Linked DNA regions of Mus musculus: all the other regions are linked to region 2. The links are chromatin contacts, called in public Hi-C maps. All regions are on one chromosome and are shown on one strand. Each heading gives the region's core, a stretch centred on a gene start, on an enhancer-like site or on the middle of the called end of the contact. The rest is flanking DNA. Distances are from core to core; before and after follow the strand shown.

Evidence for each region. Hi-C and Micro-C count contacts between places; a contact is called where the count stands out from the background.
Region 1: a contact with region 2 is called in a Hi-C map of cerebellum, with 2.2 times the contacts expected there. The contact joins two enhancer-like sites. A contact is called at or near these places in 1 of 15 datasets of contacts at CTCF or cohesin (pro-B cells), 4 of 484 Hi-C or Micro-C datasets (brain, cerebellar granule neurons and cerebellum) and 3 of 115 datasets of contacts at active chromatin or transcription factors (the 230-238 cell line and bone marrow-derived dendritic cells).
Region 3: a contact with region 2 is called in a Hi-C map of cerebellar granule neurons, with 4 times the contacts expected there. The contact joins the promoter of Hs3st1 here to the enhancer-like site in region 2. A contact is called at or near these places in 1 of 39 promoter capture datasets (cancer-associated fibroblasts), 1 of 15 datasets of contacts at CTCF or cohesin (pro-B cells), 4 of 484 Hi-C or Micro-C datasets (brain, cerebellar granule neurons and cerebellum) and 7 of 115 datasets of contacts at active chromatin or transcription factors (the 230-238 cell line, bone marrow-derived dendritic cells, bone marrow-derived macrophages and 3 more).
Region 4: a Hi-C map of cerebellum shows a contact between it and region 2, with 3 times the contacts expected there. The contact joins two enhancer-like sites. A contact is called at or near these places in 3 of 484 Hi-C or Micro-C datasets (cerebellar granule neurons and cerebellum).

The regions. Positions count from the first base shown.
Region 1 is chr5:39,619,509-39,627,149 of GRCm38.p6, reverse strand. All of the region lies in intron 1 of Hs3st1 (heparan sulfate (glucosamine) 3-O-sulfotransferase 1), which reads left to right. Among named protein-coding and RNA genes, the nearest start is that of 4930513D17Rik, 20 kb to the right of the region's middle. Within about 2 kb of position 1,804, at least 56 of the 459 cell types and tissues checked have an H3K27ac peak or open chromatin away from gene starts, as enhancers often do. A contact at or near this core is called in cerebellar granule neurons and cerebellum, where this site is marked.
Region 2 is chr5:39,271,230-39,278,949 of GRCm38.p6, reverse strand. The region is part of intron 1 of Gm40293 (a long non-coding RNA gene); the gene reads left to right. Among named protein-coding and RNA genes, the nearest start is that of Gm40293, 32 kb to the left of the region's middle. Within about 2 kb of position 5,044, at least 2 of the 459 cell types and tissues checked have an H3K27ac peak or open chromatin away from gene starts, as enhancers often do. A contact at or near this core is called in cerebellar granule neurons and cerebellum, where this site is marked.
Region 3 is chr5:39,640,996-39,648,271 of GRCm38.p6, reverse strand. It overlaps Hs3st1 (heparan sulfate (glucosamine) 3-O-sulfotransferase 1), which reads left to right and starts at 3,641. Exons shown (of 2, transcript NM_010474.2): 1 at 3,641-3,855.
Region 4 is chr5:38,783,029-38,790,263 of GRCm38.p6, reverse strand. Clnk (cytokine-dependent hematopoietic cell linker) reads left to right here. Exons shown (of 19, transcript NM_013748.3): 4 at 5,716-5,744. Among named protein-coding and RNA genes, the nearest start is that of Gm22779, 87 kb to the right of the region's middle. Within about 2 kb of position 1,898, at least 27 of the 459 cell types and tissues checked have an H3K27ac peak or open chromatin away from gene starts, as enhancers often do. A contact at or near this core is called in cerebellum, where this site is marked.

The DNA.
Region 1 (7,641 bases), core at 555-3,054, 350 kb before region 2:
ATCTATTTGATGAAGTGGCCTTGCAGGAATTCAAACTCAGAACACTGCTGACACTCAACACTGGGGACACCGTGGAGCACCCAAGCTCCTGAAACTTCATCTCCTCCAACTCTCACTAACAGCATGTGATCCACACATACCTACCCCTGTTTTCTGCTACAAACAACCTAGAATGAATGTCCTGTTGAGGGTTACGCAGAGCAAGCCCTACGTCTCCCCCATGATTGTGGCCAGGCATCACCTGACCTGTGGTCTCCCTCTAGGCACGCCCTGCTTCTTCGCAGTTTTCTCCCATTGGAGCCTCTTAGTTGCTGGCTCTCTTCATGTTCACTCAGAAATTCTGTTACTAGCTCCTTTATGGGTGTCTTCTACTTGAGTGGGAACTCTTTAAAGACAATGCGTGGATTGCTTACATATCTCTAGAATTCTATCCAGTTCAGAAACCTTACAGAAGCCACTGTGTAAGTGCTCACCTATAGGCAAAGTGCATATCTTAGGTATCTGAGCTTACAGGTTTGATTTACTCTCCATCTCATTTTTTTCTTCCCTTGTTCTTATCTGGCAACGAATAGCCATGTACTAATTAATAAAACCCAATATCTCTCACTTAAATGTTCATAGTTGGATCTGGAAAACCTTGAGTATCATTCCAGTCCCTGGACTTGGAGGACATCTGCCTGAGTTGACAGCAGCTACCTCTTTAGACGGACTATGTGCACAGCTTGCTTGCTACAGCCCCTAACAGTCAACTGACTTGTGTGATGTCATCTGCCTGAATCCAGCAGACAGTCCTGTGCTTATGGAGTGGAAGTGCTACCAGCAAAGAGCTTAGTTCTGCTGCTTCCCTGAGGGCTATGAGCTAGTGATACTGCTCTAGCAGATACTCGAGACAGGCGCTAACTCATTGCTCACTCTCCTGGAGGTTGAGATCTCAAGATTAAGTGTTGAGGACTCAGTACTTTATATGGTTTGGTTCCTGGTCTGGGTACAGCTTCCTTCTTCCTTGTCTTCACACATGTTGGACACATAAAGAACTCTCCTCATTGCCTTTCCTTTAGAAGGATGCCTGTCCTTTCAGATTAGGACCCTGACTTCATGACCTCACCTAAACCAAATTGCTTCTCAAAGATGCTGACCTTCAACTACAATCATATTGGATATCAAAGTATAAATACTGTCAAGACATTCCTTTAAAGCTGGCCTAAGAAATAAGACAAATCCTTTCCTGAGCTTTGTCTAAGTAGACAAAGAATTTGCTTTGCATTACACATATTTCCTTGCACATGTAAACTGTTCTAGTCTCCCTTGCCCAACACAGATCCAAAGGGACTTGTGTTAATAGGCATCTGTGTTCATAGGGGTTTGAGTTTGCAGGCATTGGTTTAAGGCATCATGCTACCCTACTCTGTGTAGCATCTTGGTGCACAACTTTGGAGCTTTCGCTTTTTGTCTGTCTCAGTTTCTCCTTCAGTGAGTAGGTACCATGACAGGTAAGGATGTTGGTACATGGATTTTGTGGCTATCATACCACGTGTATCTTGGTATTTCTGGGAAAATATACAGAACCCATGAGTGTTGGCCACATGCAGCGTGAGGGCTGACCCTCTGCCCTGCCCACGAACTTTCCTGCAGCTAAGAAAGTGCCTGCCAGAGGTTGAGGCACAGCTGGAGCACCCTTGCTGCAGCATCCAGCTCCAGCCTCCAATGTGCTGGCAGGCTCCATTTCCCCTCAGCTACGTGGTAATATGAAAGGCCCTGTTCGCTCTCCTGTCACAGGGCTCTGCCGTGTGCTGCCTCTGCCGCTGTGTTTCTGTGTCTAATGAAGGATTTATTTAGGTCATTGCTGCCTTCTGTGCCCAACATGAAGCACAAGGAGAAGGAACGCTGCCCCCCTCCCTTCTCCGGAGCTGCAGCAAGTAGCATCTGCTGTTCTACTTCTGTTGGGGGTGGGGGGCTGGCCGGTGTCTTAGCAAGACCCTGTTCTGTGCTGTCCTCAAACAGAGAGCCTAATCCTGTCTGTGTGCCACTGTCCTTTCTTCCTTGAGCTTCTGTCTGGTTGAATCACTGCAGCAGTTTGGCTCACGAACAAATGCATTTGACTAATTATCATCCTCTAGATCCTATTTATACCACGAAGCATTTTTTAGGGATAAAATTAGATACCATGATTTGAAGGCATGCCATATGAACAGTGTCCTAAACAGCCCATACATACTATTTTATTTAATCCTTACAATATATATATATATATATATATATATATAGGGTCAGTGCTCTTGAGAGTTTCAGAGCTTTCCTGCGGGTTTTAAATTCCAGAGCTGAGGGAGGAACCTAAGGTTTGGCTGGAAATCGTCTCGCTATTTCCAACTTCTTGTTATCTATCATCTTCCTGGAATGACTCCACCTCTGTGGCCAGACTGATCTCTCTCGCTTTGTTGTGTACCAGGATTGCTGTTAATCCTGGGTTTAAAATCCAGCTAAGTCCACCCCAGCGAAAAACAAACAGGGAAACAAAGGACAGCCCCTCCTCAGGCCACCGCACTGAGAATCGTAGTGGGCACTGAGATTCCAGGCCTCTTCCACGGACCCCTCGGTGTCCCTGAGAACTTATGGGCACAAAACTTCACACCTCTCCCCAAACTTTTAGAGTACCATTTTCCTCTTTAACTAGACCTTGTAAAGTTGGCATGTCCTCTCCCACTTGGACGGCTGCAGTACTTCAGATAGTGTGTGACGAACAGCCTGGAGGGCTGGAGAAAAAGCTGGAGTCACTTCCTTCTAACACCTCCTCAGGGTCCTTGCATTCTAATCTTGTGCCTGAAGGGGTGGATGCTGGGATGTGCCTGAAGGGGTGGATGCTGGGATGTTGCTTGACCTCCACCTTCCCTTATGGCAGGAGATAGGATGCTCTGATTCTGCAGGGGCAGCAGGATACCTTCCAGTCCTTGCCAAGCTATGTCTCCCCAGCCCCACCCTCACCTAGATCCTATCCGGTAATGTTCATTATCCAGGTAACCTTTTGTGGATTTGGAGCCTTCCCACATTATGGAGGACTCCAGGGAACTCAGAAAGCTTGGAGGAGCCGCGGCATTCCAAGAGTGTGAATCATTTCGAAGCGAACTTGGGCCCATTTTGACTTGTTTAGCTCAGACAGCAAATGTGCTCCAAGAACACGTATTGACGTTATGTGAGCTGTCCTTCAGTCCTTCCTACCCCGAACCCTTTCCCACTTCATCCTACCTCTCAGCAATTATCATAACTCCAAACAAAACTGAATGTCAGCGTTGGCTGAGGAGTGTCATGTAGAGGCAATTTCAAGAAAATAAATATTTATGGAGGTCTCGAAATACCCATGTCCTTTCACAGACTGACAGGCGTAGACTGAATCTGTTTCCTAGGCCTTGCCTTCCAAGAGGCCCTGCCAGGGATGGAAATTTGACACCGTGGCAACAGACTCTTAAGTCATTGTGCAAAGATGAAAGGGAAGATGTTTTTGACTTTTCAGGATGAACAAATAACCTGATGCTTTCAATTGCTCAGTTTAGTTGTGTGTGTGTGTGTGTGTGTGTGTGTGTGTGTGTGTGTGTGTGTATAATGACAGTCCTGACTGGTGTTGTTCAAACTGTCTGTACTCAGGTTTCAGTACATTCCAGAAAATTAAATCACTCATCACCATGGGAGACTTGAAAGAAGCATTTTTTTGCACAGCAGTTTATTAGAGCCGGTGCCTTCTGCCACCTTCTCTGGCTTTTTCAGGAGTTTATGCCTCTGCCCAGAATATACTTGTACTGTCCACAGTGAAGCTTCCCTTCCAAGATGGGCAAAGGCAAAGCAAGAGCCTTGGACAAGGACCCTGAAGAAAAGTTTTGATGATTCCTGATTCTGTGACCTTGAGGTGGCTAGTTAACCTTAATAACTTACTTTCATAACGGTCAGGGGCAAGAACATCAGGACATTGATGTTTGTGGAGAACCTACTGTGTGCAAGAGATTCACAGTGTTGCATACTTAGCAAAGATGACCTAATACTGACTTCCCACATATGCGGTAGGCTTAGGTCCATTGTGTAGAGTTTGTATAGGAATGGCCCTGAGGCTTAGGACATTCTCCCTGAAGTTTTCCAGGTCCTGCGCCTAAGAATAAAGAATTGAGCATGGGACAGAAGGATCATGGCCTTTCATCAGTCCTTCTGTGTTGTACCTGCCTCTGTCATATGTGTATGTGAGTGTCAGACTTCTCTTGGATGTGTTCTGCTTATAGTATCTGCCACCAGTCAGGAAGTGTTTCCAGCCCTTCCCTGCCAACTGGTTTCTTTCACATGTTAATCTTAATGTTAATCTCCAGGTCTCTCTCCTGCCATAACATCTACCCCTACACACACACACACACACACACACACACACACACACACACCCCTGTGGTTCCATATAACTTCCTGGAGAACAGGGGCCTGATACACTGAATACCTAAGAGGCACTATGCTTACCTGGGATTACTTCCTATAAGAGTTCCCATTTGGATCTTTCCAATTACCAGAGCTTCCTTGCATCGTCACTATTCTCTAACGCCCTGTCAGTGCTTAAAAGTACAAAATAAAAAGAAAACAACCATTCTTGCTGGTGGTGATGTTGAAGGTTCTAGAGAAGACCTTCGCTCTTGTGCTTGCTGTCCTCTGCACAGTGACTGCTCAGCAAATAACCCCTTACTTTCCACCTCTTCTGTTAGATCTCCGAGCCTTTTACCCTAAAGGAGAAGCATGCTTGAGCTAGCTGTGTGCTCATGGTAGGTGGCAGGACTGTAAAGGTATCTTGAAGACAGATTAGCATGGATGTCACTGTCTCATGAACTATTTTGCATGTGTCCTCTGATAGTGAATATGTTCTACTGGTGAGACTACAAGGGTATATTAGAGTTAATCACATTTTGAGTCTGAGTCATAATGGGAATTATGTAATAAAAAGAATTAAGGAGAAAATTAAAATATTTTTGAAGGGTTATTTCATAGCTACCCCTCCTTTTTAATTAAGATGTTTTCAGGACTCCTGGGTGAGCTTGTCCAATCACTGAGCAATATGAAGTTTGCCCCCCAACCCCCACTTCAACATCTGGCTTCTTCTTGACTCTCTAGGAATAGGAGAGGCATGGCAATTTGGCAGTCTTTCCAATGAATAGGCTGTTATGTTTCACCTTTTACTAAATTAAAGTCTGTTCCCTATAACTTATAGCCACTGGCCTTACTGGCCCCTGCATTTGACAAGTTCATAGAGGAAATAGTCTTTGCCCCCTACAGTGAGCCAGGAATAATGCCATTCTCTGGAGTGAGCATCAGAGGGAAAACTAGTCACTGCCAAGAGACTCAGTGGTGTGCAGGCCTGGGTGGAGAGGTGGAGGACAGATGTGATTTGGTACAATGGATGGGGCCTCTAGAACTGGATAATGTAAAGACCATTGAGAGAAAGTTCAGAGGTGAAAGAAAATCTGAATAGCAAGAAAGAGACAGCTTCAGAAAGCCTGGCATATAGCATTCTGGAAACAAGGATCTACAAGCTGAGATGAACTTGGTGAATTATGAGGCATGGAGAAGCTCGTGTGGTCAGAGCTTGGCAAAGAAAGAAGGTGAAGCCCAAGAGACATTCAGGTCCCACAATAAGGATGTCCCCAGCCTGAGATATTTGGTCTAAATTCAAAGAACAATGGAGGCCACCCTCTGGGAGAGCCTGAGGACACTTGGTTTTCCATACTGAGTATTCAGTACTGTCATGAGGTGGACACAGGGATGTGGAGGGGGGAGGGGAAGGATACAGTTCTTCCAGTTCTTAGTTTGTCACCGCAGCACATCTAAGAACAGTCTTTTTGATTAAAGGAGCAGAGAGGAGAATGGCTTCCCTCTTGGACTTAATAATCTATCCATAAAATATGAGGTTTAATTTTGTCAGGCTAGCCAGTCTGAGTCTTTATAGTCCTCCTCCATTTGGGGTTTGGCTACAAAACAGGACTTCAACCCAAAAGGCCTGATAAACACACACACACACACACACACACACGCACACACGCACGCACGCACGCACGCACGCACGCACGCACGCACGCACGCACGCACGCACTCACGCATGCGCGTTTTGGTTAAGAATCGAACCAAGGAGGCAAGAGATATGGCTCAGTGATTAAGAGTATTTCCTTCCTGATCTTTCTGAGCACTCGGGGTTGATTTCCAGCAGCCACATCAACCCCAGACACTGGGAAGAAGTGAGAGACACGGCCAGGTTCTGGGTCTACTTGCTCAGACTCCACTTGGGTGTGAGTTCTGCTCACTCTTTCCTGACAAACCTTTGATTCCTTTGAGCACCGCTTTCTCCGAGCAATGCTAGCTGTCCTGACGGCTCCTTGTCAAGACTGCAGGCATGCTATGTGTGAAGCTGCCAGCCCATAGCCTGGTGCCAGCAGAAGCTGGAGCTGCTGTCTATGTTCTTGCCAGGGTGCCTGGCCTCAGCTCCAGGTGCCTGGAATAATCTGTGTCTGTGCCCTTGACAGCTCCAAGCTTTCAGATAGCCCTTTGTGTTCAAGGTCACCTGGTTTATTTCCTGTGAGAGAATAATGAAGTTATCAACAGAAAGAATATGAATGTATTTATGTCACCTGCAAGTTCAGGCTTGCCTTCCTTGTCCTTTTCCTGCTCAGGGACTTCTCTGTGAGTTGGGAGGGGACCTCTCTGTGAAGTTGTTAAGAGAAGAATTACAGCTTCCCCAACCTTCTTGCCTTACCCACTTCAGTTGCCCCAGGCAACACAGGGCCAGGGGGTGGACTGCTATTGTCAGAAAGACACACACAGGCTAATCAAGACTTAATGTAAAATACTGAAAAATTGCTCATTAATTTTGTTATTATGATTTTATTCTGGAACAAGGACATTTTGTATACATTGAGTCATATAAAATAAGATTTCTCTCAGATGATTTCTAAGAAAATTTAAAGTACAAATGTGACTCATTTCTCTTAGGTAAATCTCTCTGGCACACACTTCTTCATTCAAGTTCCAAAGGAATCATTTGGGGTAGACTCTTATTTCACAGATGATCACACTCAAGCAAAGAGTCAAAGTCAGTTCGTCTAAACTCAAAACCAGAGGCAGGATCCCTCGCCTGGTCTTACAGACTGTATAGATCTTCTTGCTCATCTACTGCCTAAAAGCAATAAATGGGTTTAAAATACCATGCCCAATATATACTCTGTGTATATTTGACTTCTAGAATGGGGAGCTAAGGGGTTATAGATGAGTGTTTTACATTGGGTCTTCCTTTGTGAACATCTATCCCTCACTATCATTGCTATATATCAAGATCACATGCTTGGAAGAGTTGTAATAGCCCTCAGGTCACTAGACTGAACTTCACTGGCCAAAAGTTTCAATTTGGCTATAGCCAAGTCACCCGAGGGTCTCCTCAAGTGTGAAATGAAAGGCAAAAACAAAAAGACTCTCTTCCGTGTTTTTTGAAAACCCATTGTCAAGGTCAGGAACCCCAGAGACTGTTTTCAGGTTCATGTGAACTTGGAGATGTTTTTCTTTCCCGTGAGTAAAAGACCAAATAACTCTGATTGTATCAATGAGAGCCTGAGCTATCAAAGCACACAAGAAACATAAGAT
Region 2 (7,720 bases), core at 3,795-6,294:
AGTCACTTTGTAAAATAAAATAAATTATATATTTTCTCATTTTGGTAAGCAAGGACCATGGTTACAGTTAGACCAAAGCAACATCCAAATCTAAAAAATCTAATATCTCAAAATTACTTCTGATCTTCTGGGCTTCAAAGCCTTGGTCAGTCACACTTCTCTGACTCTGCCATCTATAGTACACATAGATTTTCTTAGGGACTCAGGTCATCTCTACTCCACTTCTGCCATTGTCTTTCCTAGTTATTCCTTGTTAGTGGCACCTCCAACATGTTAGGACATTCACTACTACTGAGGCTGCACAATCACCAACACCTTCCTAGACTTTCTTCAAGGGTCCCAACGCTGCCCTGTGATGCCAAGCCTCAACCTCTCTCTACAACCCCTTCAACCATGGGGTCTCCATGGCAGCTGAGGCTGCACCTTTTCCTCTTCCCTTTTCCTCTTCCCTTTTCCTCTTATGGTACCAGCCAAGCCTCGGGGTCTTTCTGTGACCCCCTTCAATCTTGCAACTCTCACATCAGCAAAACCAGTTACGCATGTGAGGCTCTTATGGCTCTTATATAGAACCAAATTCAACTGCCAGCTTTAGAGGCATCCTTGGTCCCTGGACCACATGACTTTGTGTGCTAGCCCTAAGGAAATACTTTCAAGAAGATGCATTCACCTCCAAAATACAGATGTCTTAATAATAAAAGATGAGATTTCTTCAGCCTCAGTTTGCCAGGATTCATTTTCCCAGTAACATAAAAATTTCACTTTAGTGTTGCTGGCCTTAGCCCTAGTTGACCAGCAACCATAGATTCATAATTCAAAATGTCACATAGATAGCCTTAATGCCCATTGTTTCTCTCTGAAAGTACAGAAGCGACCTTCCCTTGCCTATATCTCTCTCAACATTAACTGCCAAGTTCCTACAGAACAGTTCACTAAATTTGAGTGCTCAAGAGATTTTCTAGCCCTAAATTCCAAATATTCCCGCAACTCTACAACAAACAAAATTTACCCCACCTCCGGTACCAACTTCTGTTTTAGGTTGTTTCTCTGTTGCTCTGATAAACCCCTGAACAAGTTTATTTGGGGTTATGCATTTATCTCATTATATAGCTTAAGTAGATAATGAGGATAAACCAGGGTAGGAACTCTGGCAGGACCTGAAGGCAGGAATTGAAGCAGCAGACACAAAAGAGTGTTATTGCTGTTTGGGTTTGTTGTTGAGGTGGTGGTTGTTGTTGTTGTTGAAATTGTTTAGTTTTTGTTTTTTAGGTTTTTTTTCCCCTTCAGAGTTGCTTGGTCTGCCATTCTTATATGACCCAGGACTATCTTCCCACAGTGAGATGGACCATCCCATATCAATCATCAATCAAGAAAATATCCCACAGACATATCTACATCCCAATATTATAAAGGCATTTTCTCAATTGAATTTCTTTTGTCCATAAAACCCTAGTGTGTGTTAAATGGCACTAACCAATCCAGCACACATATTTACTTCAGACTTTTGACCACCTGAGTGTGTATTTCTCAGTTATGCCAGAAACTGTGTATAAAAACATCTATCTCATATCACAACCTGTTCTTCCTCTTACCTCAACGACTTGTTTGATATTTACTTCTCTTCACCATATATATATATATATGCGTGTGTGTGTGTGTGTGTGTGTGTGTGTGTGTGTGTGTGTGTGATAGTTTAAGAACAACAGATGCTGTTTGGTATAAACTGCTAGAGACGTCAGATAGTAGTGAGTATATTTGTAGTGATGTTCCCTACAGGGGCTTCTGGAGAGCTTTGAGATACACTGAATATTCTATTGTGGCTTTTTCAAAGCCTTCCTCGGGAATAGAAAGAATTTCATTTTATTTATTATATTATATTTATTATGTTATATTGGATGTTTATTGCCTTTGGTGACAGGCACTAGCTGGGTGCTATCTGGGTGAGACAGTGAAGAACTCTACATGTTTTCACTTATTTCTATATATCATACATAGACAGAAATAGAGATATTCATTTATTTCTGTATTATCTTCCGACAGAAACCTCAAGTGATAGGGACAGGCCACATACTTTTTTTCTAACATAGAAAGTTCATGAACACATGATATTAGTTAGTTAGTTAGTTAGTTAGTTAGTTAGTTACCTAAATGAACTTTAGGTTTCTCTTTGCCCATTTAAAACAGGGAGAATGCCAGGGCCAGGAGGCGGGAGTGGGTCGGATGGGGAGAAGGGCTGGGGGAGGGTATAGAGGGCTTTGGGGATAGCATTTGAAATGTCAATGAAGAAAATATCTAATAAAAAATAAAATAAAATAAAATAAAATTTAATAAATTAAAAACAAATTTCTCACTGAAGAAACAGTGACTCATGAGGTTAGCTGATTTTGGATAATAAACAGCACATGAGCACACTCAGTTCACCTCTATCCCTTTCATTATCTGTTGCTGCCTCTGGCAAGCTCTACCAGCTGCCCCGAGCTCCAGCCTTAAAGGGCCATGGGCATCTGCTAGAGCCAAGGTTTCTGGTAGTTCCTATTCCTGCAGCCTCAGCTACAGTAGAGATATTCATTTATTTCTGTATTATCTGTATTTCCACTCCGTGCTTTAGACATGAGTAGTAGTAAGCCACCTTAGTCATCGTACTGTACAACAGAGATTTGTAATGGATACAGCTTCACAGGCATCCATCACCAATGAAGAAAATAGTCAGTGGTCCTTATATCCCAGTTTCCCTTCCTGCGGGAGATGGTTCTGCAAGGTGTTTGCTGTTGTTCACAGAGATGTGACAGTAATGAAGTTACAATAATGAAACCTTCCTTGGCTAACAGTGACCTTAGAAAATCTGCCACCTTGTCCTCACTCCTAGAATCATTCCCATCTCTTCTCCATGTGTTCAGCCTTAAAACATCTTCTAAATACCCTAGCCATATCCAGATCCTTTGAATGTTCCCTGACTGAGAAAGAATGAAGCTTAAGGCAAGAATTGATTATTGACTCAGTTGGCTTGATGGGAGCTAATCTTCCAGCCTCTCTTGGCAAGAAGCTGAAATTGTCTCCATATGTCTGTGGACTTACATATTCTATTGCCACTTACTTGGAGGGAAGGAATTAGAATCCTTTTGTGAAACATTTGGAAGCCTCATCATAGTACATGACACTCTCCCAAGTTGTCTTACAGCTATGCTTTTAATTATGCCAGGAAGCACACTCATGCACATACACATGCATGGTGATTCACATGCTAGCACATGTGCCCATACACATCCATTCGCACATATTCATGTGAGCACATATGCAAATTCATTTATGTACACACAAGTACATGTACACACACATACACACACAAGTCTCAACAAAGCAAGTCCAATTCTTTGCAAACTCAAACACCAAATAAGATAGATTAGCTACAAGAAAATTTTGCCTTCAAAACATTCAAATTGCACTAGAATAAAATGTAGAGAAAACTATGGATCATTAGGAGAAAACATTCTATGATCCTAGGCCTCTGTGTGACGTTCACAGAGATCAGTCTGACACCCTAATCCATGGGAACACTTTGAATTTTGACTTTCCATGTAAAGTGCTTAACAGCTTTAAATTCTGGTATTCACACCTGGAAAATGGACATATAGATTCTGAAATACTTCCCTGAAGTAGACAGAGAATGGATAGATTATTAGGCAGGGAAAGCTATTAGCAGAATGCTTGGCATGCATTCATCTCTATGTACTAGGTATTTATGTCATTGATTGATTGATTGATTGATTGATTGATTGATTGATCTGTATACATTGCCATTCAAAAAATATTCACTGAAGTTGCTGAGGGTAAAAAGTGCAGTCTGCAGAGCTGCAGGAATGTGGGTGAGAGCCTCTTGCGAGGACTCAGTCTGAAATGTGCCAGAGCCTCAGTCACTCAAAGTCTTGACTGGGCTTAATTCCTTACAGCAGAAAAGCAAGAGGAATCCCTCAGAGCTGCTGCAGCATCCTCATGATAGTCAATTACATCATGTGCTCATGCTTATCCATAAATATAATACATACTTCTACCTATGTTTATTATCTGTGCATTTATGTCTATAGCCTAGTGGATATCATGGCGATGGTGGTGGTGTTTTGTTTTGTTTTGTTTTGTTTTCCTTTTTTAGATAAGATTTCATATTACCCGTTCTGATCTGAAATTCACAGATATGGCTGACAAAAATCTTGGATTTCTGATCCTCCTGCTTTTTCTTCTCAAGTGCTATGATTACAAAAATGCACTCTTCTGCCTGCTCTTTGCTATGATGGGGATTAAGCCTAGGGCTTTATGCATGCTAGCCAAACACTACAAACTGAGCTAGGTCTGCAGTCTCTAGTTCATGGTAACTTTAATTTCTTTTTTTTTCCAAAAAGCTTTAAGTTTATTTGTAACTGACTCCCTGTGTCTGTGTGTGTGTGTTACTCTGTCTCTGTTTTTCTCTGTCTCTCTCTCTGCCTCTGTCTCAGTCTCTGTCTCTCTGTCTCTGTCTCTCTCTGTCTCTGTCTCTCTCTCTCCCTCCCTCTCTCTCTCTCTCTCTTTCTCTCTCTCTCTCTCTCTCTCTCTCTCTCTCTCTCTCTCTCTCTCTCTCTCTCTCTCTCTGTGTGTGTGTGTGTGTATGGGATGTGGTGGTATGGGTATATTTTCTATGGTGTGTATATGGAATTCAGGGGACATTATTTTCATGGATTAGTTCTCTTCTTGCGCTTGTAAATTGGGAAGCTCGAAATCTGGTCCTCTGGCTGGGGACCAAGCATCTATACCTGCTGAGCCACCTTACTCATTAGTAACATTTAAGATTATTAGTTCATACCTCAAGAGCAGAGAAGCCTGGGCTGTTGCTGAAGACTTCCCATACCACTTGAAAAATGAGCATGCTAAGTTTGGAAACACAAAGAGGTGGCAGAATGAGATAGCACAGAGGAGGGAGAGACACACATTTGAAAGACAGCTGGGAGTGCTGGTTAGAGGAAAGCATTAGACACGAGAAGATTCATCCTGGAAAAAATTCAGGAGGAAGTGGAAAACAGATGGCATTGGGCAAAACAACAATGAGGTCAATGGCAGGGATTTGAGCCAGGGCACTAACCTGATCACAGAGGTAATGGCTGTGATTGCTTTGGGCAAAGTGTTGAGTATGGCTGACTGACAAATCCCAGAGACAGGAAACTGCATTTTGATATCCATTCACTCTGAGCAAGCCACATGTCAACACACCGTAATGGCCAGTACTATATTAAAGGTCTCTTGAGAGAACATACTATTATGTATTGTCCTTAGAGTAGACAGTGAAATAAGAGTATGCTGTTAGGAGAGAGCTCAGTAAGTTGCCAAGCCCAGCCATATTCCTGAGCTGTGCCATCCTAGCCTTGGCTGGCTACATTTGAGGCTATGGTAACATATAGCTTTCAAGCTTCTCCTGAGCCATGCCATCACTTCATTGTGAGAACTTGCTGGCTATAATAACATAAAGAGCACAGGAGCCTCAGATCCAGTGAGGAATGGCAAACTCCCCGTTCCCAACCCTAAGGTAAAGCTCAAAAGAAAATGGCATGGTCTTTGTCTAGTCCATGTGTAGATGCTGATAGTGTGTGCAAAAAAAAAAAAAAAACCCACCATAGCTTATCCCTCCTTCTATGGCCTAGAAACTTCTACCCTACAGAAGCTACTCATGCTGAGTTTAGCTAGACCCATCTCCTTGATCCAGCTATTAATCATAGCCCTGCCTCCTTATTAAGCTTCATTGTTCAACTGTACATAATATACATGATGAGCTCCCAAGGTACTACAGTTTTTTTCACAGAGAACCCTGTCTACCCGACCCCAGTTATTTTGTGTGCCTGCCTCTGTCTATTATTGTTTATTATTATTATTATTATTATTATTATTATTATTATTATTATTATTATTATTGCTTTCTTGCCATCCCAGTCTTGTCCAAATCCCTAATCCATGCAAGGATGTGGCAAGATTATTCCTGCTGTCCTCTTACAGTGCATCCACAGGCACTGAACATAACTGACTGGTAACCCAATTCCATTTCTGAATTCCCAGAGTGAAGCCCATGGTAAGAGGACCAGAAATTGTACCTTGGAGAATCTGATTGACTAAGGCTCAAAACTGCAGTTAGTGCCTCTGCTTTTCATGAACTGGTGTTCATTTTAAAACAGAAAAGGAAAAGGGGGGAAAGACTATGGAAATGACTACCAAGAGGATGGAATGAGATTCTAATTGAAAATAAATAAGCTCAAGGATTATTGCAGCTTCCTCGCCGTGTGCTTGAGTTCACAAATCACATAAGGAAGAAAGCAAACACTGAACGGATTCAGAAAGTGTTCTCTAGGGAGGGTGACTTTGAAGCAACAGTGCTACCCTATTGGGTAGGCATTAACACAGAAGAGTTCTATTAACCAAGGAAAGTTTCAGAATTCCTCATGGACTGGAAAGGAGGCTCAGTGGTTAAGAACACTTACTGCTCTGCCGGAAAACCCATATTCAATTCTCAGTATCCAAATGGCTTTTTGCAACCATCTATAATTCCAATTCCAGGGGATCTAATGTCCTCTGCTGGCTTCTTCTGGAATCAACATGCATATGGTACTTGTGTGTGTGTGTGTGTGTGTGTGTGTGTGTGTGTGTGTGTGTGTGTGTGTGTCTATATGCATATGATGTATATGCATAAAATAGATCTGCACATATATATAAAATCAATTTCTTAAAAAATACCACAGATCATCTACTCTAGTGTCTCCTATTTTCTGTTCTTAAGCAATTTATTAACTTGCTTAGAATTTATACTGTAAAGCCTGATTATAATATGAGAAAGTTAACCTGTGTCCAATTCTGCTCTCCAAAGAAAATTTTAATCCTTCTCTAACTCTTAGTCTGTATCTTACTGGGGGGTTTCCTTATTTGGCTTTCTCACTCCACATTCCAGTCTCTAGGATATGCTGAAGAAGTGCTATTGTCCAATCATATTACATGACTTGGTATATTAGATGTGTTGTCTCTGTCATAAACATCTGATAGAAACAATTATAAGTAGGAAGGTGATATAGGTCACAATAGATTAGCCAGTGGCTTATAGTGTTTGTTACTCTTTCAAGGACCTGAGTTAGATTCCTGGAGCCCACATTGTGACTTATGACCATCCATAATTTCAATCCATAATTTCAGTTCCAGGGGATCTGATACCCTCTTCTGGCCTCTGTGGGCACCAGATATATGTGGTCTAGATAAAATATGCAGACAACACACACACACACACACACACACACACACACACACACACACACACATAGCAAAAATTCTTCTAAATGGTAGTAAGGACTAATGTTGGTTCATGGCTTCAATAACTATTGTTAAAAGTCTGCAGAATTTATTGTCTCTAGGCCTATGTGAAGTATGTGAAGGGGCCCAGATGATTATCTTATTGTCTTAGTCAGGGTGTCTATTTCTGCATGAACATCACAACCAAGAAGCAAGTTGGGGAGGAAAGGATTTATTTAGCTTACATTTTCACATCACAAAAACGGAAGTCAGGACTGCAACTCAAGCAGGTCAGGAAGCAGAAGCTAATGAAGAGGCCATGAAGTATACTGTCCCTGTACCCTCTGGTTAATCTGGCTAAAGGTTCATCAATCTTCTTGATTTTCTCAAAGAACCAGCTCCTGGTTTGGTTGATTCTTTGTATAGTTCTTTTCGT
Region 3 (7,276 bases), core at 2,392-4,891, 370 kb before region 2:
TAAGAGAAACTTCTTATTAGTATGTCATCTTAAACAAGCTATCCTCCTTGTAAACTGGGGTGGTTGTGTGTATGTGCGTGTGTGTGTGTGTGTGTGTGTGTGTGTGTGTGTGTGTGTGTGCGTGTGTTTCTAATAATGTTAGTGTGAAAGCAGAAGATGTTTTCTGAGAAGATGACTTGAGAAGTAAAGTGCCTGCTTCCTAAGCTTGGATCCCCAGTGCATCTGTGACTCCAATCTGGAATAGGTAAAGAAAGGCAGATATTTTGTGTATTGTAGGAGGGTAGACTCTGGTCAGTCTAGGAAAACAATAATTTCCAGCTTTAGTGAGAGATCTTGTCTCAAAAAATAAGGTGGCAAGACATAGAAGACATCCACTCCAATCAACCTTTGACTTCCACATATACTATAGTTCATATTTATAATACAACACACACACACACACACACACACACACACACACACACACACACACACACACACACACTGAGCAGATACAGGGCAGAAACAGGGTATATAATTGATTTTACCCAACTCCTGACTCATGTCTTGGCTCTACCTTACATGTTGTTGTTGCAGGTTATTGACCAAAGCCATAGGTCACCCAGCTTTTGTTGCACGCCTTCAGCTTTGATCTTCTGTGAACAGAGTCTACAGTCTAGCCGGAATGAATGAATCCGTAAAGGTGGCTTGTGCATATAAGGCTTACTGCTCCGTGATGCAAGAGTTTCTGCTGGCAGCAGTGATATCTTAATGTTTCATTTATCTCTCATATCAAGTATCCAGCAATGGCTCTAATAGCTTACATACTAGTGATGCAGAAGACAGCTGTAATGCACTCATTTTCGAGTTGATGACACTGGCTTGGGTCATAGAACTGAGTGACAGTTGTTTTCTGGTTGGTTGCTAGCATGTCTCTTATGAGCCTCAATTCTCACCCTGAACCAAATCAAACCACCCTTAAAATATCAAATGTGTAAACTTATTAAAACTATTTTATTTTAGGTGTAGGTGTGTGAACTCTCTCTCTCTCTCTCTCTCTCTCTCTCTCTCTCTCTCTCTCTCACACACACACACACACACACACACACACACACACACAAAATCACATCTACCCATATATGTGAGACAAGTACCTGCCAGTATAGAAGAGGGTATTAGATGCACCAGAGCTGAACTGACAGGCAATGTGAGCCTTCTCTTCTAGGAAAACTTTGGTCCTCTGTTGGAGCAATGCTGGCACTTCACTGACAAACCTTCTCAATAGCCCCTACAGATTTTGTTTTTGTTTTTGTTTGTTTGTTTGTTTGTTTGTTTGTTGTGAGTTTTGTTGATGTTATTTGGGTTTTATGTTTGTTAGTTTTCAGGGGGGGTGGGTCCTTAAGTTATACTGTCAGAGAACCTACAAAAGGACAATTGTATGGTTACTCAAACCCAAGGCTCTTCCAATGTACTGGCGAAGACAGATGCAAAAACAGCTCTGTTTAATACAGTATTAGGGCCAATACAGCAGACCAGGTATCTAGGAGTGAGCAGAAGGGAGTCCCAGAAGACATCTAGGAGAGAGATCAATGTCTAAGCAGACATATACATCCAAACCAAAACAAAAACAAACAAACAAACAAAAAGACAGCCAGAAAGCTCATTGGTATTTTTATTTACCTAAATCTAAGAACATTGACTATTGATCAATAAATATTTGATAATATTGGTGTGGATGCGCAACTGTAAGGTCAGTGCTCCAATTCCTATCACTTGCTGAATGTGCATGGAGTAGGTTCTGCCAAAGGTGAGTAACAGAGACTCTGAACTGGGGCTGGGGTTTTCATTTCTTTTGAGTTTTTTGTGGCAGGAAATAAAGAAAGTTGGTTAACTGGCCTCTGACTTCCAAGGTATGAATAGAAGAATTCTTGCAAATCTCCTTTTGTGTCTCAGGGATGGCTTGTGTACTTCATACCATGTATTGGGCATTGAAACACATTTGACCCTTCATGAAGGAAAAATAACCTCAACCAACTTAGGACACCAACACCCCTCCCACCCTGTGTTGAAGGATTCCTCATCTCCACTGTGCTTGGCATCTGGAAGAAGCTTAAAGTGACCATAACTGAGAGTTGGCAGCCCTTTTAATCTGAACTCTCCATTTAATCACAATAGATATTTGTGGGATTTTACCCAACTTCATAGAATGAGAGAAAAAGTATGTATCTAAATCTAAAGTAAACTTTAAATTGACTTTTCCAAATGCAGATTTAAAGTGGCTTTTGTGAATGCACTTTTTTTTTTCCTTTTTAACCTGAAATGGGCATATCAACTTTACATTTATTCAAAGAATAAGTAGCCAGAATCATTAAATTTTCTAATAAGTTATCATTGAAAAGGAAAACTTGGCTAAGCTCTCCAAGATGTTGCCTGCTTTATAAGCCACAATAAACTGGGCATCCGTTTGCCTTCTAAGAGGACTGACGCTAATCTTTGCACCAGCTACGAGGTCAATTTCCCAAAGGAATTTTCCCCCTTAGATAGGAAAATGTTGATTCTAGAAATATAGATGGTAAATATTTATATTCTGAGTTTTAAGATATGGAAGATATTAAAGTAGCTAAAAGAAGTTCTTTTGATTTGAATTTGGTTACTTCTTTCTTATTCCTTTCACACACACACACACACACACACACACACACACACACACACACTCTCTCTCTCTTGCCTGCTCCTCTTTTCTTCTGGTAACCTGCTTTGGAAGGCGACTTGCTCTGGGCTGAAGCAATCCAGTGTCTCCAAGGAGATTCCAGCTCCTTCGCCCTCCAAATCTTAAACTGAGTCACACTATGCAGGTTGGCTCTCTCACAAAACCTCTCAGCTTTGGAACGCAGGAAAAACTTGATTAGTTTCAGAGGTGAAATTTGCCAACCTAGTTACTTTTGCTAAAGGAAAGCTGAATTCTTCGGGCTCGCCTTAAGTCGGTCCTTTTGAGGTGAAACCGAAGGAGAGAGGGTTTTGGAGAGAGGGTTTTTCCGTGGCGACAAAGCACACTCTGAAGCCACCTCTTCAAGTGGCTCCTGTCCCTGCTGCAGCGCAAGATGGAGCTACCGGCTCCAGAGACCTCCCGGTCTGTGCACCGAGCACAGGCGCCTAAAGCGAGTCACCTGCTGGTAAGGAACGCTGGGTGGGAACACACGTGGGTACTGCGAAGGTCTTGGGGACCACGCAGAATTTATGAAAAGGATAACGGTCATATGGGCCCAAGGTTCGGACCCAGAGGGGTCAGGGAGCCGACCAGGAGTCCAGGGTTTGCAAGGTGGATAAAGTCACCCAAGCCACACGCCCCACCCTCTAGACTGCGCTGGTCTCTCCCTTTAGACTAAAATCCGAGGAGCCGAGGTACTGGGTGAGCGGAGCCGGCTCCTTCGGGACCCAAAAGCGCAGAAATCGGGTGCTTAACTGGCTTGCTGGAAGTCGGCGCTCAGGGACTCGCTGGGAGGCGGGACTCGGGGCAGTACCAGAGCCAACAAGGCAGCAGTGGGCGCTCGAGATCCTCTTCTGCCCTCCGCGCTCTCCCCGAGCTCCGGCCTCCACTGTCCCCTCCTCCGGCTCCTGCTCCTCCTCCTGCTCCTCCCATCCGTAGAACCGGCACCAAAACGCCTGCCTGCAAGGTCCTCAGTGCGCTGCAGCCCGGAGCTGCGGTCACCGCCGGGTCTCTCTCGGTGAGTGCCTGTGTCCCTTCACCGCTCGCCCGTCCCGGGGTGAGTGTGAATTTGCTCCAAAGGGCGCAGGTACTTGGCGGCGGTGCTGCCCATGGCCCGGCCGGAGAGAGGATTGAGGGCGCCGGACCGGCTGGACGGGTACGCGACTCAGGTGAGCGCGGAGCGTGAGGGGTGAGGGCTGCCTAGGCACCTTCTTCTGGTATTCCGACTAACTCAAGTGCAAAGCCCAAGGTGAGATAAGGCTAAAGCAGGTAGAACACACTCCACTGGAGGCAAGACTCGGGGTTATCTGATTCTCCTGTCTCCTGCTCCGAAACCTCACCTCTAGAATTCGCGAGATGGACTATAAGGTACCAGACTTTCTGACTCTTAAAAGACTGGATTTATGTCCCTAGATGACTCGAGAGGGTCGTCGCTGCCCGTTGCTCGGCGCCACAGCTTCTCTCTAGGACCTTGGGCAACTGCAGCTAGAGTGGAGCGCTGGCTGAGCCCGGGTACCACCTAGGGCGGAGAATTGGGCCAGGGGACAGCTAACAGGAGTCCCTCTGGAATGGGGCATCTCGGGTGTGGAAGCCTTGGTCTAGTTTGCCTTTGCATTTGGTAGCAATAATGGGGAGACTGAGCATCTCCCGGGGTACTCGAAGAAGAAGGTGACAGGCAGGACCTTAGGTATTAAGACAGCCAGTTACATACGGCTGTTATTTTTTTTTTTTTTTTTCGTGTTACTTTTTTACTTTTTTCCCACCTCGGCTTCTATTTCGAGTACCACCGATAGAGGAGGCGGATGGGGGAGGGTAGTGGATAATGGATGTCCGTACACGAACCTGGGAAGCTTGTATTTAGAAAGTGCACAGCTCGCTCGGAGCCTGACCTCTTCAGGTGTGCCATACACACCCGCTTTTTTAGAGCAGTGGACTCCGCTGCTTTCCTCTGGACCCTGCCATTCCTGGAACTGGAAAGCCAGCTCTCCGAACCTGGGGCTCAAACCAGTAGTAGGATGGAGAAGCCAGTGCTGGAGCCAGATGCCTACCAGGGATTGGTGGGCTGTGCCAGACTTAGCAATTATTTGTGGGTGCCTCCGACTCTTTATGGCACAATCTAAGCTAAAGGAGGCACTTTATTTTCCTTGCACACACGGGGTTCTCCTCTGGATCAGGAGTAGCACCCTTCCTCGCCAACCCCCACAACACAACGCAGAAGCTGTGGTATTCTTGCTTTGCCTTGCGCGAGAGACTTACTCCTCCTCTTCCCTCCGCGTTATCCCGGGGCTATTTTTATACTTAACTATGCTAAGATGCTTTTGGGGGGATCCCAAGGAGCCAACTCTGCATCCACAGTCTTGAAGCTGCTTTCCCAGAGGAGGTCTCTTGTTAGCCAGGAGCTGGGGTGAGTAGAGGAGACCGTGAATAAGGGAGAGGAGAGAGTTCGCCCTTGCTTCAGTCTGAGCTCAGCATTCTCAGGAAAGTACCACCAGCACCCAGGCTGCCCCACCTCCCAGCCATTTCCCCAATCCGGGTGGGAGCAGATCTCCAGCGCAGTCCCCAGGTGCCCCAGCCCTGGGTATTTGACCAGCTGCTTTGGGGGTGGGGGTGGGGGACACAAGGTACTGTGGTCTCAGCTTTGCTCCCAAAGCTCACTGTATTTGTTGAAATTCAATTACCAGCTTCCACCCAGGAGTTTATTCCAGGAATTCTATATTTAACTTTATTTTTTTTCACAAAAGGAGATTGAGATAGCTCAACTCTGCACCCCCAACCCCCACATTTCTGAAGTACTAATTCCTTTTGACACCAGGAATTAGTCTTGCTTTCTACTTTCCCAGCAAAAGTGAGTACAGTTAGAATTATTCCGACCTTCTAAAGTTCCAAATGAATGCTTAAGGTACAATGCATTGGACTGCCCTTCCTTATTTTCAACATGGTTAGATTTTTACATTCACTGAATTGGGAAAATAACATTGATATGGACTGTTGTATTACGTAAGGTTACACACACACACACACACACACACACACACACACACACACACCTCCACGGCCATGTATGAGAAGGTGAACTTTTAAAAGAGCCCCTTTGGCATCAGTTACCCATCTAAGTCTTGTTCGACAGGGATGGACAACTTCCTGACTAAGCACTCTTAAGTCTCTGCAGTTAATTAGCCAGCAGCCAGAGATGTCTTAGTGAGCAGGACTGAGCTATGATTCTGGGCTTCACATCCTCTCCTAAGCTGCTGTGCACGCAATATACCATGTCTTAAGACGGAAAGTTTTGGACAGGTGATCTGGTGAGAAAGTGGTGCCTTGATCTTACAAAGGGGATTTTGGACATGTGGAGGGCCCTTGCTGCTAGTGTGGGGTGGGGGTGGTGGGGTGGTGGTGGGGCATAACCTTTATCTCTCCAGCAGATTATAGCCTTCCTACACCTTGATAAGCAGAGTGAGCTTTGCCTTACACAAACTCGTCTATATAGCTGGGACTTGTGTTTTCATCCTCAAAAGAAGAAATTCTCAGCCTTGAAAAATCCCAGGGATTCTCGGAAGGGGGAAGATTCACAGGAGCTTTTCCTGTCTTAAGTTAAAATTCAGTGGTGATTCCAAAGCAGGTGGGAGAAGGGGAGTGGCTGGGGGAGGAGGGGGAGGGATGAGCTGGTTGGTATGTGCTGCTCAGCCTCTTTGAGACCCAACCTGCACTCTGGGTGTCACACAGCCACTGACAGGACTGAGTCCCGTTCTCTCCTGGGTAAGGAGGCAAAGATAGTCAAGCATGGGATGCCTGAATGGGTTATAACCTATGTCTGCCATGAGTATCTAGACACCAGTTCCAGAGCCTGAGCTGAGGAGTGTAGCACTTTTTTGGCTGCTCTGTGACAAGTGAACTGTCTTCCAAGGTGTTACAGAAGGACAGACAGCACTTTTCATCTGAGGTTAGAAAATATGAACACTGCAGTTCTCCAGTCCCCAACTTAGCCATGGAACCATCTGCTTTCTATCTAGACTCCCTTTCTTAAACAAGAAAGCAAGAGACTGAAGGCTGTGATGAGGCCAGCCTCTGTCCCCATGACCTTAGGCCCACTGTTTCCTCTCTCTTCGTCTCCTAGTCTTTCCTGTAGATTAGTGACTGGAGAATGATTAAGAGGAAATGATAAAATACACCTAAAAGACATTTTGCTGACTACAAAACACTTGTGAAATTTTGATTATTTAATTTGCCTTTCTGGCTTTTATATTTTATATCTACTTAATGTTCATGTTAATTGTAATTGGGGTGTGCCTGCATCGGAGTTCATCACAGCCACTAAACCTAAAATGAGGGCAGATTTAAATAAGTTTCATCTTATGTGCACTCTCCATGAGTTACGTCATCTCTGAGCCTCACTGTTTCTAAGAATTACAATTTCCAGGATCAGCGTTAACTTTTAGAGTTGTTTTTTCATCTTTGTCTGTTTTCAGACAGGGTCATATATCCTGGGCTGACCTCCAAGTTGCTCTGTAGCTAAAGATGACCTTGGACATCATCTGGCTCTCCCGCTCCTAATTTCAAGTGCTGGGATTATAGACATAAACTATAGCATCC
Region 4 (7,235 bases), core at 649-3,148, 490 kb after region 2:
AATAGAAAGCTGATACGATTTCACCTTGACTAAATTTCACTAGTTTCCAAGGACCATGGGACCCTCCCCAGTCTCCACTATTGTGAAAATGTAGACCTTCCCCACTCCGAGGGAATTGGTGTAGAAGACTACTACTATGTTTGGATAGTCTATTAGCCTCGTTGTGATAGGACGTGGCTGCAAAGCATTTCCAAGCCTACATCTTCATGGGATGCCTCGTACCCATGAGCATGTGAGCATGGCTTGCATCCTCTCACCCATTTACTCAGTCCTGCTCATTCACCAATATGCCTGTACTTACAGACCAAGCTCTAGGCCCCAGACGAGGTGCCCATCTCCTCTTAGGGACCACTATAGTTAGTCTGAGAATTCAAGATGGGCTCTGTTCCAGTTGTATGGTTGAATTCAGTCAAACAAGGGTGGTGTGTACATCCAGGAAATACAGGAGATTTTTGTGGTCCCTTGAGAAATAAGAAAGGCACTTGCACCCACCGTTATGCTCTTCCCCCATCCCCCAAGACCATTGGACATCCCAGCTGGCCCATTTCCAACCACTCTGTGTGTTCCTAGATTACCTTACTGAGACACAGTTTTGCACATCTTTGCCACGCCAAACTTTCCACTGTACACCTCCAGTCACACCAGCCCGCTGAGTCCTCCAGGTTCTCCACCCTCTGACTATTCCGTGTGTATCCAAACCTTAGGCCCGTAGTTCTCCAGTGAGAACTTCCTCCTCTAAACAGGGTTCACCAGTCTGGGTGTGGAGCACCTTTGGCTCCAGAGGGAATCAATCGTCTCGTCACCCACCTGCAAATTGAAGGAGTTGCTAACATCTCTAATTCACCATCTGGCACAAGTGTTCTATGAGAGTCCGAGGGTGGAGACAAAGACACTGTTCCTCAGGACAGTCTGTGTGCGTCCCAATGCAGACATTCAAATTAAGGGGAGGGGGGGAGGACTGAACTCAGAAATTGTGTTCTCTTTCACTTCTCTTTATATTTAAAATGAGTTTAGTACTTTCTAACCACATCAGCTGTCTTTCAAAAGCTACAGAATCTTATTCCAGAGTAACCTTCCAATTTTGCGAAGAGAGGTTAAATAAGATGTAGACTTAGAACCAGTAGCGCTTGGAAGCTTGGGTGATGAAAAAAGGCTGGTGATGTAAGATCACATGAATCACTTCCCTCAGGGTTTGCTACCAAATTCCAGGGAGCAATGAGTTATTAGTCTCTACTCCAGGAGTTCAACCCTGGAGACATGGCTCAGCCCCATCTCTACGGGACCCAGAGAGCACACCCGTGTTCCCATGGATAGGAGTACACTGTATCCTCACATCCAGTGCGCCAGGCTGCAGGAGAAGTGGGGGAGGGGAGTGTTTGTTTTAGTATTCTTTAAAAATTAAAGCTCATTAAATGCATTCAATTATTTAAAAGAATTAAAAATTAAAAATAATTCCAGATTTAAAATTGATTTGTAATAAGCTTTCATATCAGAAAACCACAGACGTGTGAGGATCAAATCTTGATCATCCTATAGTTTTCAAAGTTGCCTGCCACCGTGATGACACCTGCCACACACGCAGGAAGTGCAGAGGAAGGAAAAACCTGCTTCCTTCAGGCCCAGATGTGAAGGGGAGTCTATAGCTGGAGAATGAGGGCAGAGGATGCTGCCAGTCTTGTGCTCTTTCCAGCTGTGGTCCATTTGCACATGGTTATGTTGTTGATGCTGTTGACAAAAGGAAGCCAGAATACATCTTGTGATTCCCTGGCAAGGGGCAGCTTGCTAACATGCTGCCCTCGCTGGAGCCCAGGCAGAGCATATCAAATCCCCACAAAGTCAGCTAGCAGCGTCTTTCATTCGTCACCGTCGGCTGTCAGGCTGCAAAGAGCATTAACACGGGAGCCTTTCCAGAGAGCTCGGCAGCTGCTAGTGTCAGGATGATGTCCACACTCCATCCAGACAGACCCACAATGCCCAGCCTCCTTCTTCTTCTATCTCCGGCAACAGTGCCAGCCTCCCCACCCCCAACCCATTTTTCCAGCTCTCTGGATCATAGCATCAGGCTCAGCTGGAATAACGGCCCCCTTCCCTGTTTTGCTGAGACTTCCTCTGCTAATTCACATGCTTGCATTGACGCACAGAGAGCCACTAGGGTGCAGAATCCCCCGAGGACATGACATATGAATACCCGACTATCTTGTGGAGCCCCACCCAGAGTGAAGCAGATCAGCCACTTTCAGACAGCCTTGGCAATGGGGAGGATGCTTCCAGATGCACAGCCCTTCTGCAAGCTGTGTCGCTGCTCTAGGCTTGGGAATAACATGAAACTCGGGGTGGAAACCTGACTCTGGCAGTAGTTTGTTGTGCCACTCTAGGCGGGTTAAGTTTTAGTTACATCTGCTGAGTGGAAGAGATCTCATTGGCTTAAAACCTATGGCAGAAACCGGTATCTACTGCCTCCAAACATGTTCTCCCATCTCTGTGTGTAACTATTACTTGGTATGACATAAAAACCCATAACATGAGATCAGCTCTCAAACATTCGAGCTGTGCACACAGCTCTGTTAATTATGCACATGCTGCAGCTACTAAACCTTACCCCTAAGACCTATTTTCTTGTAAAAACCAAAACACTGTACCCTTAAATGCTCCACCCTCCTCCTGCCCCCGGGCAGCCACCCTTCCTTTCTCTGTCATCAGAACAGCAGTGCTGGATAGCACTAGGCTCTTCACAGCACCTGCGTAGTAACACCTATGGCTTTCTGGAAGTCAAAAGGAAAAGTGGGGACTGGGCTGTTACCTATCTGTAGTCCCAGCACTTGGGGGGCTGAAACAGGAGATGGGGAGTTCAAAGCAAGGCCAACTGGACCATAGAGAGAACTTGTCTCAAAAAAAATCTATTAAATGATCAATCCATAAATCTAAACTTAAAAAAAATGCATTCGAGGGAAAAGAGAAATTGAGAAGATAAGTGTAAGTGTGCTAACCTGTGCTGAAAAGATTGCTCAGTGCCCAGGCAGACAGGCAGACAGGTAGACAGATGAGCAATGTTTTTTTGTCATCTTTTGTTCACTTGTGTACCAAAAGGCCTCATCCCAGAGTCCAGGGAGAGAAAGAACACTACCGTGGCTCAGGTCTCAACTCTCCTGCCTAGCATTCCATTCTAAGATCCTGGGGAGGCCAAAGGCAGAAGGCAGTGGGTGTTGAGAGTCCTCCCTGGTTCCTGCAGAAGACTTTGCCTTTGGCACAGAAGTTCTTACCTACATCTGGCCCACTTTAGAATCCCAGCCTGGAGTCAGTCCCTTGGATATTTGCTCCATTCCTAATGAACTCACTGGCCACGGTCGTAGAAACTCCTTCTATATTGCACATGTCATAAGTTACATATCTGGACGCCATGATCTCCGGTGGGGGTGCGGGGAGAGGTCATGTATCTAGGGTGGACAGGAGTGTGTTAGCAGGCTCCACATACAGAGTTTTCGTCCCACTAGGTAATTTACTGTTCGTTTCTGCTGAAGCTCAGCGTACTTGAAAGGGCACCAACTGCTAACCACAGGGCTCTGGGCTGCAGATGCATCGTGGCTCCCCCGTGAGACTCAGCACATCCCACAGGCTTGGGTAGGGAGACAGCCAGGCTGGAGTAGCAGCAGAGCTTAAAGCAATTTCCTTGCCTCTCGGCGACTGCCTGGATTGGGCTATTTGTGCATCCCTGTGCCCTGTTGCTTGTTTGGGAGGGCATCGGCTCCCCAAGGTCATTTGGAAGATGAAGTTAGGAAAGGGGCAGTATCCGAACAGGCAGCATCTGGACTCCTAAGCTCCCGTTTCCTGGTTACTAATGCTTCATTGCTTAACTATTGTGTGCCCAACATCCCAGCCACAGATAGGCCTCATAAATATTTACACGCAATGTGTGTTGCGATGCTCAATTAATTGCAGCTGTGACGCACTTAGAGCGCCTCGGAGGAAAGGTGTGCAGAGAGGGCCAGCGGTTATTAAAGGCGCAAACAAGTCAGCTCACGGAAGCAGCAGTCCTTGGAGCTTTCCATTGCCCTGGGGTTTTTCCCGGCCAGAAGCCAAATCTAGGGAAAAGTTACACCCAAGGGAACGCTGTCCAAGGGTGACGTTTGTGGCTACGCCAAGAACTTAGCATCAGAAAATGAACAAAGATGTGCCCAAGTGACTTACCAAAGAGGAGAGGCGTGTAATTATTCAAACGTGGTAGCCATCTCAGAAACAAAATTGGAGCAATGAGGATCAAGTGTCAAATAGGTAAAGTGGGGTTGGAACACGGATCGTGGTGGTGAGACACAGCGGGCAGCCACTTCATGTTCAATGGGTAAAAACATAAGTTAATATGAATCAATACAAAGCCATCCAGAAAGCATCTGAGGAATGTGCAACCAGGGACTGAGAATGCCCCACTCTGGTGTTTTCTTTGGACTGGATAACTGTCTGCCCGCCGAGATGTGCAGAGATGAGACTGCAATGCAAGAAAGGACGGGTTTTGCAATCTTGTTTACAATGCTCAATAATTAGCAAGAGCCTAAATCCTCTCCAAAAGGGCCACAGTGGCCAACAAATGTGTTTTTCAATAACACTGCGTAATGAATAGAGTGTCACACTCACATGAAGACATCTAAACACCTATGTGTCTTAATGTGTGCATAGAGCACTGATGCTATCCTGACCACCTGAGTTCCATGCCCGAAACCCACCCAAAAAGCCTAGTGCTGTGACTGGCATCTGTAATTGCAGCCCTACTAAGGGGAGATGAGAAGTGGAGGCAGGGGCATTGCCTGGCAGCTCTTAGGACAGGTCATCCTAGAGCAGGAAGCAGAGAAATGAGGTACCTTGTCATGGTAGAGTGGAAGTAGATAACCAAGTCCAGAGAGTTGTCCTCTGATCCCTACATATGTGCCGTGGCAACTACACACACACACACACACACACACACACACACACACATTATTCATGCATATACATTAATACATTGTTTTGATTATAAAAGTATGCTTGTATCCTCATTACAGACACATACACATAGGAACACGGTATTGATTTTTTTCTTCTTTTTTTTTTAATGATTTTTTTCTTACATATGTCTTCTATTTTCTATACCATCTCTAATAAAATGTTACCTCAAGCCTACAGTTATATAAACATGAAGAGCTTGCTTCATGCTTGTATTACACAGACCGGGGGCTGGGTGGGTGATTGCTCAGAGGATAAAGTGCTTACCTTGCAGAAACCTGAGTTCTAACCCACATACATACATACATACATACATACATACATACATACATACATAAATAGTTTTTAACAAGCAGGAAGCAGGAGTAGGTGACTAGGTGACTATACTCCAGCACTGGGGAAATAGGAATGAGATGGTCCCTGGGGCTCATTGGCCACAGCCCGGCCTACCTGGTGAGCTCCACCCCAACGACAGATCCTGTCTCCAAATGTCAAAGCCAACCGAGGGACAAGCTGAGGTGTCCTTTGGCCTCCACATACATGCTCACACAAGGGTACACATCCATACACAAGTACAACTGTTTACACATGGACACTCGTGCCTGTGCACCTGCACACATATGAACACACTTGCCCAGGCTGCACAGAATCAACCATGGCATGCATCTTTCGAGTGTTCATTCTTTTGGAGCCCATGATGGATTCGGTAGCCAATGCTCATGTTTGTTCTCTTTCCTACCCTAGGTCATGGCCAAGCCTCAGCAGTGCCAAAGGTGAGTTTTGCGTCCTGTGTTCTCTAAGTGATGCGATGACAGTCTAGCCCATTGGGCTTTCCTATCTATTCTTTTCTGACTTTCTTTCTTTGATGTACATGTGAAGGAGCGGTGGCTGTCTCTCTCTCTCTCTCTCTCTCTCTCTCTCTCTTTCTCTCTCTCTCTCTCTCTCTCTGCCCAGCTCTAATGTCTGGGCCTCTATGGAGAAGACTCAGACAGCTGGGGGATGTCCTTCACTAAGGTGACTGGTACTTGGACATTGACAACTGGAAGGCTAGAGCCCTTGAGCTGGGTTCAGCTTATAACACCAAGAGAGAAAGCCCAAAGAACAGCAACTCAATGGGCCAGGACAGAAGCTACAGACCCCCTGTGGTCTAGCCTCAGACATCTGGAGCATCACTCCAATGTAGTTCTGGACGACAGGCCAGGAAAACACATTAGCCTAGCTTTCAGAAAACTCACTCATCTCAGATGGCTGTGTTTCCACTGACAAGAATGGCACCCGGTAACATGCACCAACTTCTTGCAGCCTTTCCCTCCAGCTGCCCCAGAGCACAGCCGGTCTGTCAGGCCCACAAATCTGCAGATGTGTGGGGATCCCAGTGCTCACTCATTAGTTGTGCAGCCTTGAGCAGAGGGCTGCTTTCTGAGCCCAAGTTCCTTCCTCTGTGAAGTAGGTACAGATCTGAGCTACTCACTAGCACCCAGTCAACTAAACTCTCTTTGACGGGTTTCTCTCCCACCCCCAAAATGGGTGCAATAGAAAAATAGGAAATCCCATAGAACTCCACTAGAAAATTGGGACTTAGATGTGAGGCTTGAAACAAGAGAGAAATGGAACAGTGGGCTAGAAGAAATGTCAAGGAAATGGGCAAATCTTAGAGAACTCTGTACCTGGTGTGGAGAGGTGCCTTGCGGGTCAGCTTACGGCATGCACCCTGCACCCAACATGGGCTGCAACACAGTAGCACAAAAGCCAAGGTCCCAAAGTGAAGTGAGAGGCTAACCAGTGGATGATCCTCAGCATCCGCCTCCTTCCCTCCGTCTGCCCTGGTGTGTTCCCCTCCAGGTATGAGTCCTCTGAGGTGGATGCCTCCAAACTGTTCTAGAGTCTTTGGTCTCAAATATGCAATCTTTTCAACACCTTTCATCCTCTCCCATCATCCACGGGAATCCTGGAAGAGACTAGGACATTGGAAGGGGCTTTGTCCAGAGCAATAAAGCTGTTTGTTGGATACATGAGCTGGTAACCTGGAAGCCATGTCAGTGTAGCTAGCTATATAGAAACATAAAGGAAAGAAAGATTTTTAAGAAATCAACAGAGATTTAAAAAAAAAATGGCTTGCCCAGACATAGGTACTATCACAGGCCACTGGAATGTCTGAAACACTCTGACAGACTTGAAGTAACTAAGGACACACATGAAGGTGTACACAGGAGAATGGCCCTCTCAAGACAGCCACACACACCCTAGGTTTTTTATGGTGCTTG